Regions from separate parts of the Mus musculus genome. Here regions 1 and 3 are each linked to region 2. The links are chromatin contacts, called in public Hi-C maps. All regions are on one chromosome and are shown on one strand. The core of a region is the stretch at or near the end of the contact, and the rest is flanking DNA. Distances in the headings are between cores, read along the strand shown. Region 1 overlaps Dscam (DS cell adhesion molecule). Region 2 holds the start of Pcp4 (Purkinje cell protein 4). Region 3 overlaps Dscam (DS cell adhesion molecule).

Region 1 (4,167 bases), core at 1,421-3,920, 170 kb before region 2:
ACTGGCACTTACACTTGAGGAAGGAGGGAAGATAAATATGCCCCCACACTGGAGTGCAGAACCCCCAGGAAAGAGAAAGAACACAGAGGTGGTTAGCCTCGGGAGGCTCAATGCCAAGCCAATAAACAGTGGTTGAAAAATACAGCATCAGGACTGAGGGATGTTCAGTTCAGTACCCACTTCAGAAGCATGGGGACCTCAGTTGGATCCCCAGATGCTACATTTTTTTAAAAAATGACAATAATCCTGGCACTGCGGAGGTGGGAACAGGCAGATTCCTGGGACTCAGTGAACAGCCACCCTTCTGGTCAAGCTCCAGCCCGTGAAAAACCAGACCTCAAGAGAAAATGATGGACAGATGAATAGTGACTGAGAAGCAAACCCTAAGAGCTTCTTCAAGCTTCATAATACATGTACACACATGCACACATGTGCACACACGTGCACACACATGCATGTACTTGTACCTTAGAGCTAGCACTCAGGGCACACTTTCATGTGTGTGTGTGCATGCACACACACACACACACACACACACACAATCAGTATCCTTTACTATGAAAACTTGTTTTATCTTCTGTCTTCCTCCAGTCCTTCCTTCTCTCTCTTCTTTCAGCCTCTCTTCCTTCACTCCACCCCCTGCCTCCTATCCTTTCCCTTTCTTTCTCTCCTCTTCCCTACAGTTGTCAGAGCAGAAATGGGTAGAGCTGAGTTTCTGTGTGAGGTTGTGCAGAACAAGTAAGCAGTGGGATGAGATGGAGGTGGAGCAAGGGCAGCTGGTGAGCTGAACACAAGAATGGGCAGTCCAGGACAGGCACTATGAATGCCCGGCTGTCTCTGGAGCTTTGCCTGGCTTGCCAGGATGCTCTGCCCTGCCCTTGTTTGCTCTTCCAATTTTCTTGGGTCACGAGCATGGATGTCTGTCTCTGAGGACATTTATTTCTCCTTAGCTTTAAAATCTTCTTCCATGCAAGCATGAGGTGATTGGAAGTTCTGGCTGGAATCTTGTAAAAAAAAAAACCTAAATGCAGGTTTACAGCCATTGCAAAAAATAGCTGCTTTATAATATCCTTTCCTGTCTCAGAGAGAAGTAGGGCTGACAGTGGGGAGCCTTCAGATAGAAGCTTTTGGTGAGGGGAGCAGCAAAGTGGGATCTGTTGTCCATAGATGGTTTCCTTTTTTGCTCTTGGGGGGTACAGGTGACTTCACAGCAGAGGTTAGTCTAAGCACATGCCATTTTCCTCAAGAGCTTTAGACGAGCAAACATAGACCAGAGACTATGAATGCCAGCACTCTGTGTGTGTGTGTGTGTGTGTGTGTGTGTGTGTGTGTGTGTGTGTGTGTATGTGTGTGTGTGTATCTGTATGTCTCTCTCTGTCTGTGTGTGTCTGTGTGTACCTGTCTGTGTGTGTCTGTGTGTATCTGTATGTCTCTCTCTGTCTGTGTGTGTGTGTGTGTACCTGTCTGTGTCTGTCTGTCTGTCTGTCTGTCTGTCTCTCTCTCTCTCTCTCTCTCTCTCTCTCTCTCTCTTTCTCTGAACCATTTATATGTTTTTAAAGCTGCTTAGCCTTGTAAGAAAGCCTTGCTAGGTTGCAGGCAAGAGCCTGGATGGAGCACTCCATGACACCATACACACCCACTGGTATACTCTTTCACATATTCGCAGAACCAGGAGGAGAGCAATGGTCTTCAGTATTTAATATGTAAATACTGAACAAGACCAAGCTGTGATGTTCCTGAAGCACCTGGTATAGCTCTCCTAGACTGTCAGAACTGCATACCTCTAGAACGAGCTCCCATAGTCCTGTTTTAGTCTCTCAGCACCAGGGGTCCTGATAGGGTGTGAGCTTTGCATTGTCCATATTGTAGACTTGAAAACTAAAGGCTGGAAAGATAAATGTTTCCAAAGTAACATTGAGAAAAGGGAAGAAGAGAGCCCAGGTCACTGTTCCAACCCCCATCCTCCCAAGAAACTTGGCATATGCAAATATATGCAAATAAGAGACAGGCTGTCAGGGTAAGCACAAGTAAGGTTTTAATGACTAGCAATGACTCATGGAGTCAGAAGAAGTGAGCATGCTATCAAAGGCATATAATAAATGTCATTCCCATCTTCAAAAACCCTGGGTTAATTCATTTTTTACCTCATCACTCTTTGTCATATGATCCCTAATTTTATTGACACATTGATATATAATTTGTGACTTGAATATCTACCATACCTCTCCCAGAGTACTTTTGCCATTGACTACTTGGAAGCCAGCCAGTATCATATACTCAGCCACATGGCTCCCTGCCTACTGCCAGACCCTCATAGTTCTCCACCACACCACACACATGAAACTGTTCCCCACAAGCAGATGACCCGTGACACCTGGTCACCGTGATCTCTGTCATTGTCTTCTAGTCTTCCCTGTATCATTTGGGAGCTGGAAAATACTCTGTTGCCAGACCAGCCTGGTGGACTTTCTCTATCACTACTTACCCAACAGAATATGAGAGGAGACAAGAGGAGTGTGCAGAAGTGGCCACGGACTTCAGGAGATATGTCACCCAGTCTATGTCTATGTCTGAAATATGTGAAAATGTAGAAAACTATGCCCAGGCCTGCTTGGCTGTGTTTGAGCAGGAAGAGCTGAGCTCTGGGTGATGTTCTCACAGAACAGATGGCAGGTGGAAGGAAAGCCACTCAACATCTGCTCTGCTCTGGTGTGCGGCAGGAGGAGAGCTATTTGAACCAGAACAGCAGGACCAGGGATTATAAAAAGGAGGAAATGGAGGGAGGGAAGGGAATTAAAAGGAAAGGAAAGAAGGAAATCAAATGAGATGAGACAGAGACAGGGAAAGCTCAAAATGTTTAACAATTACCGGAGCCCTGATTAGCTTGCTATTTTTCCCCAAACCTTTGCAGTAGGCAAGGTTGTGGGGAGGGAGTTGGTTTTCTAGAGTTGACATAAAACATGTCCCAAAAGACAATGAGCAAAATATAGATATCAATTAATCTATGATATTTCACTGAAGACTCCCCACTCCTGCCACTGAAAAGATCGGGAATAGGGTCACCACAGGCTTCCAGTTCTGAGACCATTTGAAGTTTCAAAGCAAAGACCTTCCCATACATAATCCCCAAATTTTTGTGGATAACCTTAGACTAATCAAAGGCCAATGAGAGATGCTAGGTGATAGGCAATATCCACCCATTCAAAAATTAATTAATTCAGAGCCTTCTAGTTTGAAGTAAGTTAATATAAGCTTAAGAAAGGAGCCAGCAGAAGTCTGGGCAGACCCACTCTGTTTTGACAGGGCTGATTGATAAGCAAGTTGTGATGAGCCCTGTGAAAGGCTAAGCAAACTGTGGTACGAGGTTCACACAGGTGGGAATGAAGGCAGGAATCAGAAAGAAGAATCCAGAGATCATGAGACTTTGAAAGGCTGCAGCCAAGAAGATAAAATTCAACCAGTAGAAATGTAAAGTCTTCTATAGAAGTTGTAAAAATTCATTTTCAACTTCAGTAATGGATATGGTACTCTCATAAGTGTGTAGGAAGAGAATAAAAAAAAAATTAAAAATCCTGCCAGTGTCTGTACTCAGGCTGGTTGAATAAAGGACACTATGAAACCCCAAGCTTTTCATAAAAGAGAGTCCTAAGTAGGAAATTAAGTAGAAATCAGGCCCTCTGAGAAGTACTTGAGAATTTTAGAGCATTTAAACTCAAGAAGGGAACACTCAACCCAGACACGGGAGTGGTGATACCATCTGAGTGGCTTGTGGATGATGGATCCTGATGGTCCCATCACTATGGATAGGTAGAAAGTGCATCAAGAATTGTAGTACCAGAGGGGAAAGCTGTAGGTTCAGAAAGCCAGGTGAGAGGGTACCCACCTGGGATCCCAGCACTGGAAAGGCCCAAGGCAAGATCAGGAGTCTGAACCAAGCCTGGGCCATATAGCAAGACCCTATCTCAAAACAGCAACAAAAGAGTGCCCTGAAAAAGTCTCTGGGCCACTTCCCTACTTACGGACTGGGCTGTACTCAAGAGATAAAGAGGAAGAAGAAGAAAAAGAATATAGGCATTTAAATGGGTGGGCACGTGGGAAGATTCAGCTGTAGGCAACTAGAAGAGCTCTGGTGTCAATTGCTGCTGGATCCAGGAGGGAGCAGAGAGA
Region 2 (4,229 bases), core at 1,650-4,149:
AACTATTCTATTTGACCACATGTCATTCCCCTGCCAAACACTAATAATAATAATACATAACTAAATAAATAATGGTTAGTTCTGAGGTGTGAAAACCACACCACACTAAGTTGTCCAGTTTAAAGCCAGCTTCAGGATCAGTTTACTGTTCTCCCTTCACCTTCAAAGGCAAAAGTCCCAAAAGTGCAGAGCTGACCCCAGGGACCTTTAACCTTTCAGGGTCTTCTCTGCTCAGCCCAAGCTTGTATCAACTCAAGGATCTCTGGAGTTTCTGCAGCTACAGTGAGCCCTGAGGACTACAGAAGGAAACATTCAATACACACACACACACACACACACACACACACACACGTGTTCCAGCCCCCAAGAACCCTGACAGACAGAGGGAAATCAATGTCTCTGCTTTGACCAGCAACTACTCATACAAGCACATTAATGACAGTGTGCCTCCAATCCTGCCTGGGAGTTATTAACACTGGAAGCCATTTGTAGTTCATTCAACTAAAGAAACACTTCAGGACTTGGTGCCCTCCCCAGCTCCTTGGCTGTTTGTCCCTCTTATTAAATGTTGAAAGCAGATTTAAGTTTTAATCAAAGGAGAAATTTCTTTTCTCCAAAGAATACCAGCGGTCTAGGGACTTGGAAATGAGCCAGCAGGGGGAGCTCAGGGGCAGCGGTGGGAATGAAAAAGACAAACCTGGTGCAAGGGGAAGTTGGGGTGTAGGACTGCGGACACAGACCCAGGGTCTGCGCCTTAAGGACTTTTACCCACAGGATTTAAGGAATTCACACTCTGATTGTGATACTAAGTCATGGACAGCTGGAACATTGTAGGGAGTTTGAGGCTGCCCTAGTTACAGGGTCAACAGAAAGGAGGTTGTGACCCTAACTGTGGGTTGAACTCTGGGACAAGGCTCTTCCCTGGAGACCCACACAGTCATCTGCTCAGCTGGGTGACCAAGGAGGCACTGGAGGACTTCTCTATACATGAGCCTCAGCATAGAATGAGGGATAGGGCACTGTCGCATGTCGCTGACTGGACACAGGAGAGGGTCCCTGTTGTGAGGTCAGTCTGCAGAGCCTGCCGTTTCTAGGCTCCTTCTTGATGAGAATCTGTTGAGTTCTGAATGGGAAAAGCTGTCCACACAGCCATCCCTTCTTCCTGCAAGCAAGGTGAGGTGTCCATAAACCTTGCGCTTCTGAAAGATTAACGAACCCAGAGGGAAGCCCCTCCCCCAACATGTAAAGGAAAAGAGACCTTGTCCTCAATGCCCTTGGTCTTCAGAGCCCTGCTTGCTTTCCCTGGATTCTCTACCTCCTTCTGCCCCACCCTTTCCAGCTGTTCCAGAGCCCCACACTCATTTATTTGGACAGAGCCAGGCACCAGGTACCAACTACTTCAGTGTGACAAGGCTAGCCCCAGATCTAGCTGGCGGTCTTGAATCGGTTGGTCCACTTCCCTGTGCCTCAGTTTCCTCCTCTGTCACCGACTGCCCAGGATATGGAGAGGCTCACAGAAGGGGACACATGTGGGAGTGCTTGGCACTGCTCTCAGCATTTACACCATGAGGCAACCAATGGCTGTCACTGTGGCTTCTGTTCCCAGGGTTGCCAGGAGACTCCCATCTCCCAGCCCAGATCCACCCTCCTCCTCCCCCAAGCTCTTGGCTCTCTCCCAAGTCCTGTGCCTGGGTGCTGCACCACCTTGCCCTTCTGCCTGTTGTTTGGATCCAAAGCTGTCCATAGAGGAGAGAGGAGCTGCGAGGAGACATTTGATTTCTGAAGTTGTTAATTCTACTCTAGACTTCCAAAAAAAGATCACCCATCTGTCAAACATTTTTTTTAAATAAAATACAAAGAAGATAACAGATCTTTCACAGTAATTAAGTATCAAGTGAGAGGAAATGAAAACAGACTTGGCTGGGCATCTAGTTGAAGAGGATAGCACTGTGTAACCCCAAATCTTGTGGGAGAGATTACAGTTGCTTTTTAAAAGAAAAATATGCAAGCCACCAGCTTGTATATTCTATATACATTTAATCAGAAAAGGGTCTTGGGTTTAAAATGAGCTCTTTTGCCAACACTCCCTGATGCCTCAGAGGTAGCAGTTTCTCTCTCTCTCTCTCTCTCTCTCTCTCTCTCTCTCTCTCTCTCACACACACACACACACACACACACACACACACTCAAGCTTGGACTCCGAATGTTTTCCAGGGCTCTGATTAACTGATTAACTGCAAGCCCTGTCACAGACAATGATTCTGCAAGAGCTGCACTTAGGCACAAATCCTAACCCCCTTCCCCACCTCTTTTCTGAGACCGGATTTCCCAGGTGGCTAGCACTGTCTGCTAACATTCAGATTGTATCCCAAGGAAACACGTGAGGACGCACTCCCTGGAGAAAGCACAAATATTCATGAAAGAATCAAATAACTGGCTTTCTCTTCAGAGGTACAAAATCCTAAGTCATAGATCAGAAACAATATACCTACATCCCTTTCTCTTTCTAAGGCTAATTTCAAAAGTTGCAAACTTAGCAAATTTCTACACTGCATTCAAACAAAGCTATCAAGACAGCCTATGCTCAAAGCAAATAATAACAGGATCCATCTACCCCTCAGCCCCACTGGGCACCTTTTGGGTTTCTGAGAATCCCACAGGGGCAGAGCCTTCTCACTCTGCGGTTTCCCTGTGAGAGTGGAAGGATTGCTCACCTCACTCATGTTGGCCTGACTCCGCAGCTAGGTCCCACAGAACAGCTCAGAAGGCAATGCTCAGGGGTGGCTGCTTCCCTGGTCCTGGCTTTTCTCTTAAAAAGAGCTGCTGGGTGGCATCATGCCTCCCGCCAACCAATGAGAGGCATTCACCTGTCTGAACGCCTGCAGACATCCGAGAGCGCAAAGAGCCACCTAGTGGAGCACAGTGGAACTGCGTGGCAGGTCTCTGCTCCGTTTCCATCCAGGAACCAAGGAATTTGCTGCACACCAAAGCATCCACCCTAAAAGGATTCTATACCCTGCTGCAGAGATACTTGGTCATCCATGATCATGGCTGATCAGGTCACAATAGCAAGGAAAGAGACTCGTTCTAGATGCCCATCAGCAGTCAAAAGGATAATCAAGCTGCAGTATAGAAGATTTTAAGCCATTAAAAAACGGGGGAAGGGGGGAAATCATGACATTTGCAGCAAGATGGAAGAAAATGGGAAATATTACAGCAAGTGAGGTACGCCAGACTCAGAAGGACAAATTTCCCTGCTCATATGGAGATCCTGACTTCAACTTTTTACTGATGTGTTTATTTGAATGAGGGTGGGTTCAAGGGGTGGGGGTGGGGAGGGTAAACTACGACTTGTGATATGAGATTGAACAGGGAATACTGGGGATAGAAAGAAATAAATGGGGAGGAGGGGCAAGAAATGGTGGAGAAGAAGGGGTGGGGACAGCCAACTGAAACTCAAGACGTTTGAAATGCCACAAGGAAACCTGTTGCTTTGGAAGGTTTTATTTATTTTTATTTTTTTAATTTAAAGGAGAGAGAAACATAACAGTCACAGGCACACTGATGGTCACAGGACTGCCCCTGCCGATGGACTGGGAGGTGCAGGACTCACACCCTCTGGGACTGTATCTTACATGTCTATAATTGACAGACTCTGTTTCTCATTGAAGAGCAATGGGAAACTTTGTATGGAGTGGTTCTTATCCCTCTGGGCTCCCAGCTGTTCCCGGCCCCCTTTGGGGGCACCAGCTTCAGACTTTAGAGTTGACCACCCTCTGTTTAGAGTCCCCCCCCCAATCTGTCTGTCTGCTTGGACCCTAGAGTGGAAGGACATGTCTGTAGTGACCTTTGGAGTCCAGCAGTCTTGAATCCCACTTGGCAGTGACATGAGAGAAAACATCTGTTTTCACTTAGGGTTGTGACAGCCCCACCTAGGGACAGGACCCCATAAAAGGTCTCCTCACTTTGGCCCTGATGAGCCATTGGGGAAAGCAGCTCCTTTTTATACCTCTCAGTCCAGACCTTGTGAGCCTGGAAGTGTGGTGTCTGCCAGATAAGCAGCATTAGAGTGTATGCCCCAGCTGATCATGGTGAATATCAACATGACTAGCAAGACCATGTTGAGGGCCCCCCAAACCTTCCTTGGTGCCCCCAATACCTGTCCCAGTGCCTCCTGTACCCAGAAAGACCTGCACGACACCCCCGTCTACTGATTCCCTCTTCTCGGC
Region 3 (4,101 bases), core at 230-2,729, 130 kb before region 2:
CACTGAAACTGTTAGGTCTACATGCCCTCTGCTGCTTAGTTCTGCATCAATATCCAACTGCCTCCAAGCACAGACATCAAAACCTTGTTAGAAATTGATGAAAGGTGCCTTTTATGACTCCCAGGAGGCAATTTGTGTCCCTGAGAACTGTGGTACACTTAGCTTTTCCACGAATTTGGGACAGTGTTTATGTAGCTTCCTGGATCCTGGATAACAAGGTATTGAAGAAGAAAAAGGAAAGTCAGCTTCAGAGTACAGTATGTCCGTGATGCCCAGTCCTGAAAGTGCATGAATTTATTTCTTCCACAAGACACGCTAGCCCTACAATTTCCAGAGCAGATATACTTTACCCATGTTATAGGTGAGACAGCTTAGTACATATGACTCTGTCAGGCTGAAAGCCTGAAGACATTTCATTGCCCCTGCCCTGGACTATGGTGCTCCAGCAGGGTAAATGCCCCTGTATGGGGTGGGGGGGGGGGGAGTCCCAGAGCTGTTTGGAAGCAGAGGAGAGATGAGTGTGAACTTGCAAACGCTGACCCTTCCAGTTCACTCAGCAACCACCTCACCAGAGTCACTGGGACAAAAACACCTGGGTTTTGGCTCTGACCACTGTATGACTCACCCATCTTCCCATGGTCTTCCAGGAAGGTCAAGTTCCCATGGGCTGGTACACTGTAAACAGTAGCATCCTACACAGGTTGAGTTCAGTATGTTCCATGTAGAACCAGAAGGTAAGAAGGGCCTGCTTACAATTTTGTGAACTTTCACCATTTACACTGATAGCTCCTAACAGCAGTGACATCAATACTTGAGGCAGGGTGGCTATCTGTGGTGCTGCGGGTCCTGATAACCTGCCACTCTTTGGCCCATAGATGCTAGTAGCTTTCCTCCCTGGCCCCTCCCCCATAATAATAATGTCACATATCCCCAGGGGTGAGGTCAACCTCAGTGACTGGCCAAAACCAGATACTTCTGATTGTATGGTGTATGACAACTGGTCGTGGGGTCAGGGGACAGGGACAAGGTGGAAAGACTGACTCACACTCCAGGACTTCTGTAAGCATTCTGATGGATTTTTGCCCTCCCCTTTCCAGATATGACACACCAGGCTTTGTGTATGACCCTGAATAGATTGGGAAAGCTCAAGAAGTTTTTAGCTAAAAGGAGGCAACATTTGCATAGAGCAGCTTGCACACCATCAGGACAGACAGGGCCTGACTGCCCCCTTCCTTGGTGGAGGATGACAGGCTCTGAGCCTTAGGTGCTGATGGATGAGAGGCTGTAGTAGCAGGATTCATGTCTAGGAGGGATCAGGGAGGCAGTAATTACATCTGTATGCTGACTAGTTAGGAGAAGGGGAGAAATCGATGCCAGCTTACTTAATCTGGACTTTCAGAAACATTACTGTCACCGAAGGTCCCCAGAGGTCTGCAGCAGGGGATGAAAAATGAAACATTGTATCAGAAAATAACACACAGCATTGAGTTAATAGCTAAATTGCCCTCCTCCCTTGAAATGTGAGTCAAATCCAAGGCCTGGGCTCCTCCCAGAAGGGCAGTGGTGGGTGCCATTTATCATCTGTAACAAGACGGGGTGGGGGGAATGTAAGAAGGAGTGCCTAGAACAAGTGTGTGTCATTCAGGTGGTCTTGCAATATCTTTGAAGTTAAGAGGGGGGTATTCCACGAGTGTAGTGCACAGGTCTATCACACTCACCTCCCCGGTGTCCCATGAGTCACAAGAGGCTTGTCTTCTCCATGGCTTTCCTCTACCCCCACCTTTAATTCTCATCTCTCTATGGCTGTGTTTCCTCTACTTGCCTTCTGCTTCCATCTTCCTGCATGTATCCATCTCTGTCATCTCTGTCCTCTACTGTCCCTTCTCTCCTTTGACTGCCTCTCATCCAGTCCCTGGCTGTCACCACACCCTATCCCACCCAGCCCAGCCTCACACACTACCATATGCTCAGCATCTTCACCTCTGCCTCAGCTTCCTACTGTCCCATTGCTTTGCCGACACAGAGGTGTGGACTCCAAGAGCAGAGGGCAAAGGGTCTTGATGAGTGTGCAGGTGTGTGCTTCAAAGTTGCCCGATTCAATCATGGATTGTGTTTCAGAGGCCCAGCTGGGACTCCAATAAGTCTCTTCCATCAAGCCTGGGTTCCTGCTTGGCTTGGGAATGAGGCATTCACTTGGTTGAAGAAACTTGGGGGGAAGCTAGAAACAATGTAGGCAGTGGGGTGAGCAGAGACAAAGGAGATGGAGGGTAGGGAATAGAATGCAGGCCAGATGTTCCTCTTCACTTAGAATGGGTGTTTTTCTGCTTTCCTGATCTCTCTCTAAATGACTAACACCACTTACCCCAAAGCCACGGTGCAGACTGCAGCCTGGCTCTCTACAGACAGTGTGAGGACTGCGCTTTGACTCTGAGGTTTGTTCAGCAACAGATTCCACACACAGGATGTCCAGGGTGTATGTACCTGCCAGAGGTGGCACCCTGGTATATAATCCATGGTACGTATATGGAGTTCAGAGCAAAAGGGCTCTTGCTTTGCTGGCTGCTGGTGCTTTCAAGTAGGGGCAACTCAGAGGATCCTGGCTGACCAGCATGGGATGTATTTCCTCCAGTGGTGGAGTTAGAGGAGCTGCAGGAAGTCAGATCCACTGAGTCCTCACTGCTAAGCTCTGGGTTGTTTTTGGAGCCAGATCGACAGGGTCTGCTTCTGCAGGGTAGGAGAGCAGGCAAGGGGCCATGGCTTGGGTTTGACAGAGGAGGAAGGAAGGATGGCAGATGGCACCAGCACCAGCTCCAGCTGAGCTTCTCTGGGCTCCCAGTATTATCAAGAACTTTCTATAGCTTCTTCAACCTTTTCTCTTCCCTAGGCTGGAGGAGGCAGATATGAGTAATGGGAAAGGAGGGATCGTGTCTGCTGATGGGGAGACCCTAAGCCCATCACAGACAATAAAGAAAAGGTATCAGTTTCCCAGGCTTGCTGTGACAAGTCACCACAAACTTGGGAGCTTAAAACAGATTTATTCTCTCGCAGTTCTAGAGACCAGAAGTTCAAAGTCAAGACACCAGCTGACACATGTTCCTCTGAGGGCTCTAGGTAAGAGCACATTCATGGCCAACCCCAGCTCTGCTGACTCCAGGCTACCCCTGGGCTTATGGCCACACCACTCTGGCTCGGCTTCCATCCCCTCATGGCTCTCCCCGCTGTGTCTCTGCACCACCCACGTTCCTCTGCCTGGCTCTTATATAGAGACACACGTCATCGGATTTAAAGCCCATATTAAATCCAAATGATCATTTCTCCGGTCACTTAACTTCATCCCATCTGCAAAGGCCACTTCTCTGGATGAAGCCACATTCAGAGTCCTGGACTTGTGTCCACAGGGACCACTAATTGGCTCTATCGTACTTCTGATAGACCTCCACCTCTAAACTCCTGTGATGAAACTTGCATGTGTGAACTACTTAATGGAGGCCTTGCCATAGCCGCACCCCCCCTCCCCCAATAGTGGATAGGAGCAACCTAGCCCAGATCTATACCAGTCATGCTTGTAATGTCCATTCCAACCTCCAGGATGCACTTAACAGTCAATGGGAGTCAAGAATGAATGTCTCCCTTATGATAAAGAGAGGTAGGGAGGCAGGACAGGCAAGGATGTCAGCATCCAGTAGTCACCTCCTACCCTGAATCCTTCTCTTTCAAGAGCAGACATCTCAGTGGTGACCTTGATATGTATAAGCATCTGAGGAATGTAGGGTCTAAAAAAGACTTCCAGACAATCCCATCTCCCCATCGGTATTTAACTAGTGTGTGGGCTTAGATTTCAATCGACATAAAATGCTGACTATGAACGCAGACCAGTGTTTCCTTCCCCATAAGCACATGCATTATTAAGCATGTCCGTTGGATGCACTCTCACAGCCGAAAGAGCTGCTCTGACCACTGATTAGAAAACACAGTCTACATTTGAAAAAGAGCCAATGAGAGCAACTGCCTAACCCCATAGAGCTTTGCCTGTTAACTCCTGTTCCTTGGGAGATATTAGTTGTTCAGAGCTGCTTTGCAGAACCTACAAGGAGACCTAGC

The links. A called contact is a pair of places that touch in the nucleus more often than the background predicts.
Region 1: a contact with region 2 is called in a Hi-C map of cerebral cortex, with 3 times the contacts expected there. The contact joins the enhancer-like site here to the promoter of Pcp4 in region 2. A contact is called at or near these places in 9 of 39 promoter capture datasets (the C10 cell line, the HPC-7 cell line, cranial neural crest and 4 more), 8 of 484 Hi-C or Micro-C datasets (the N1E-115 cell line, centrocytes, cerebellar granule neurons and 5 more), 3 of 115 datasets of contacts at active chromatin or transcription factors (the 230-238 cell line, large pre-B cells and oligodendrocyte precursor cells) and 5 of 9 other capture datasets (adipose tissue, embryonic stem cells, liver and 2 more).
Region 3: a Hi-C map of Sertoli cells shows a contact between it and region 2, with 2.7 times the contacts expected there. The contact joins the enhancer-like site here to the promoter of Pcp4 in region 2. A contact is called at or near these places in 15 of 39 promoter capture datasets (the 3T3-L1 cell line, the C10 cell line, the HPC-7 cell line and 10 more), 45 of 484 Hi-C or Micro-C datasets (the 63-12 cell line, the AML12 cell line, the AtT-20 cell line and 32 more), 9 of 115 datasets of contacts at active chromatin or transcription factors (the 230-238 cell line, VIP interneurons, bone marrow-derived dendritic cells and 5 more) and 4 of 9 other capture datasets (adipose tissue, liver, macrophages and 1 more).

The regions. Positions count from the first base shown.
Region 1 is chr16:96,632,779-96,636,945 of GRCm38.p6, reverse strand. All of the region lies in intron 27 of Dscam (DS cell adhesion molecule), which reads left to right. Among named protein-coding and RNA genes, the nearest start is that of Gm32509, 84 kb to the left of the region's middle. Within about 2 kb of position 2,670, at least 12 of the 459 cell types and tissues checked have an H3K27ac peak or open chromatin away from gene starts, as enhancers often do. A contact at or near this core is called in cerebral cortex, hippocampal neurons and pancreatic islet, where this site is marked.
Region 2 is chr16:96,466,276-96,470,504 of GRCm38.p6, reverse strand. Pcp4 (Purkinje cell protein 4) reads right to left here and starts at 2,899. Exons shown (of 3, transcript NM_008791.3): 1 at 2,715-2,899. The coding sequence starts at 2,723.
Region 3 is chr16:96,596,804-96,600,904 of GRCm38.p6, reverse strand. All of the region lies in intron 32 of Dscam (DS cell adhesion molecule), which reads left to right. Among named protein-coding and RNA genes, the nearest start is that of Gm32509, 120 kb to the left of the region's middle. Within about 2 kb of position 1,479, at least 6 of the 459 cell types and tissues checked have an H3K27ac peak or open chromatin away from gene starts, as enhancers often do. A contact at or near this core is called in Sertoli cells, where this site is marked.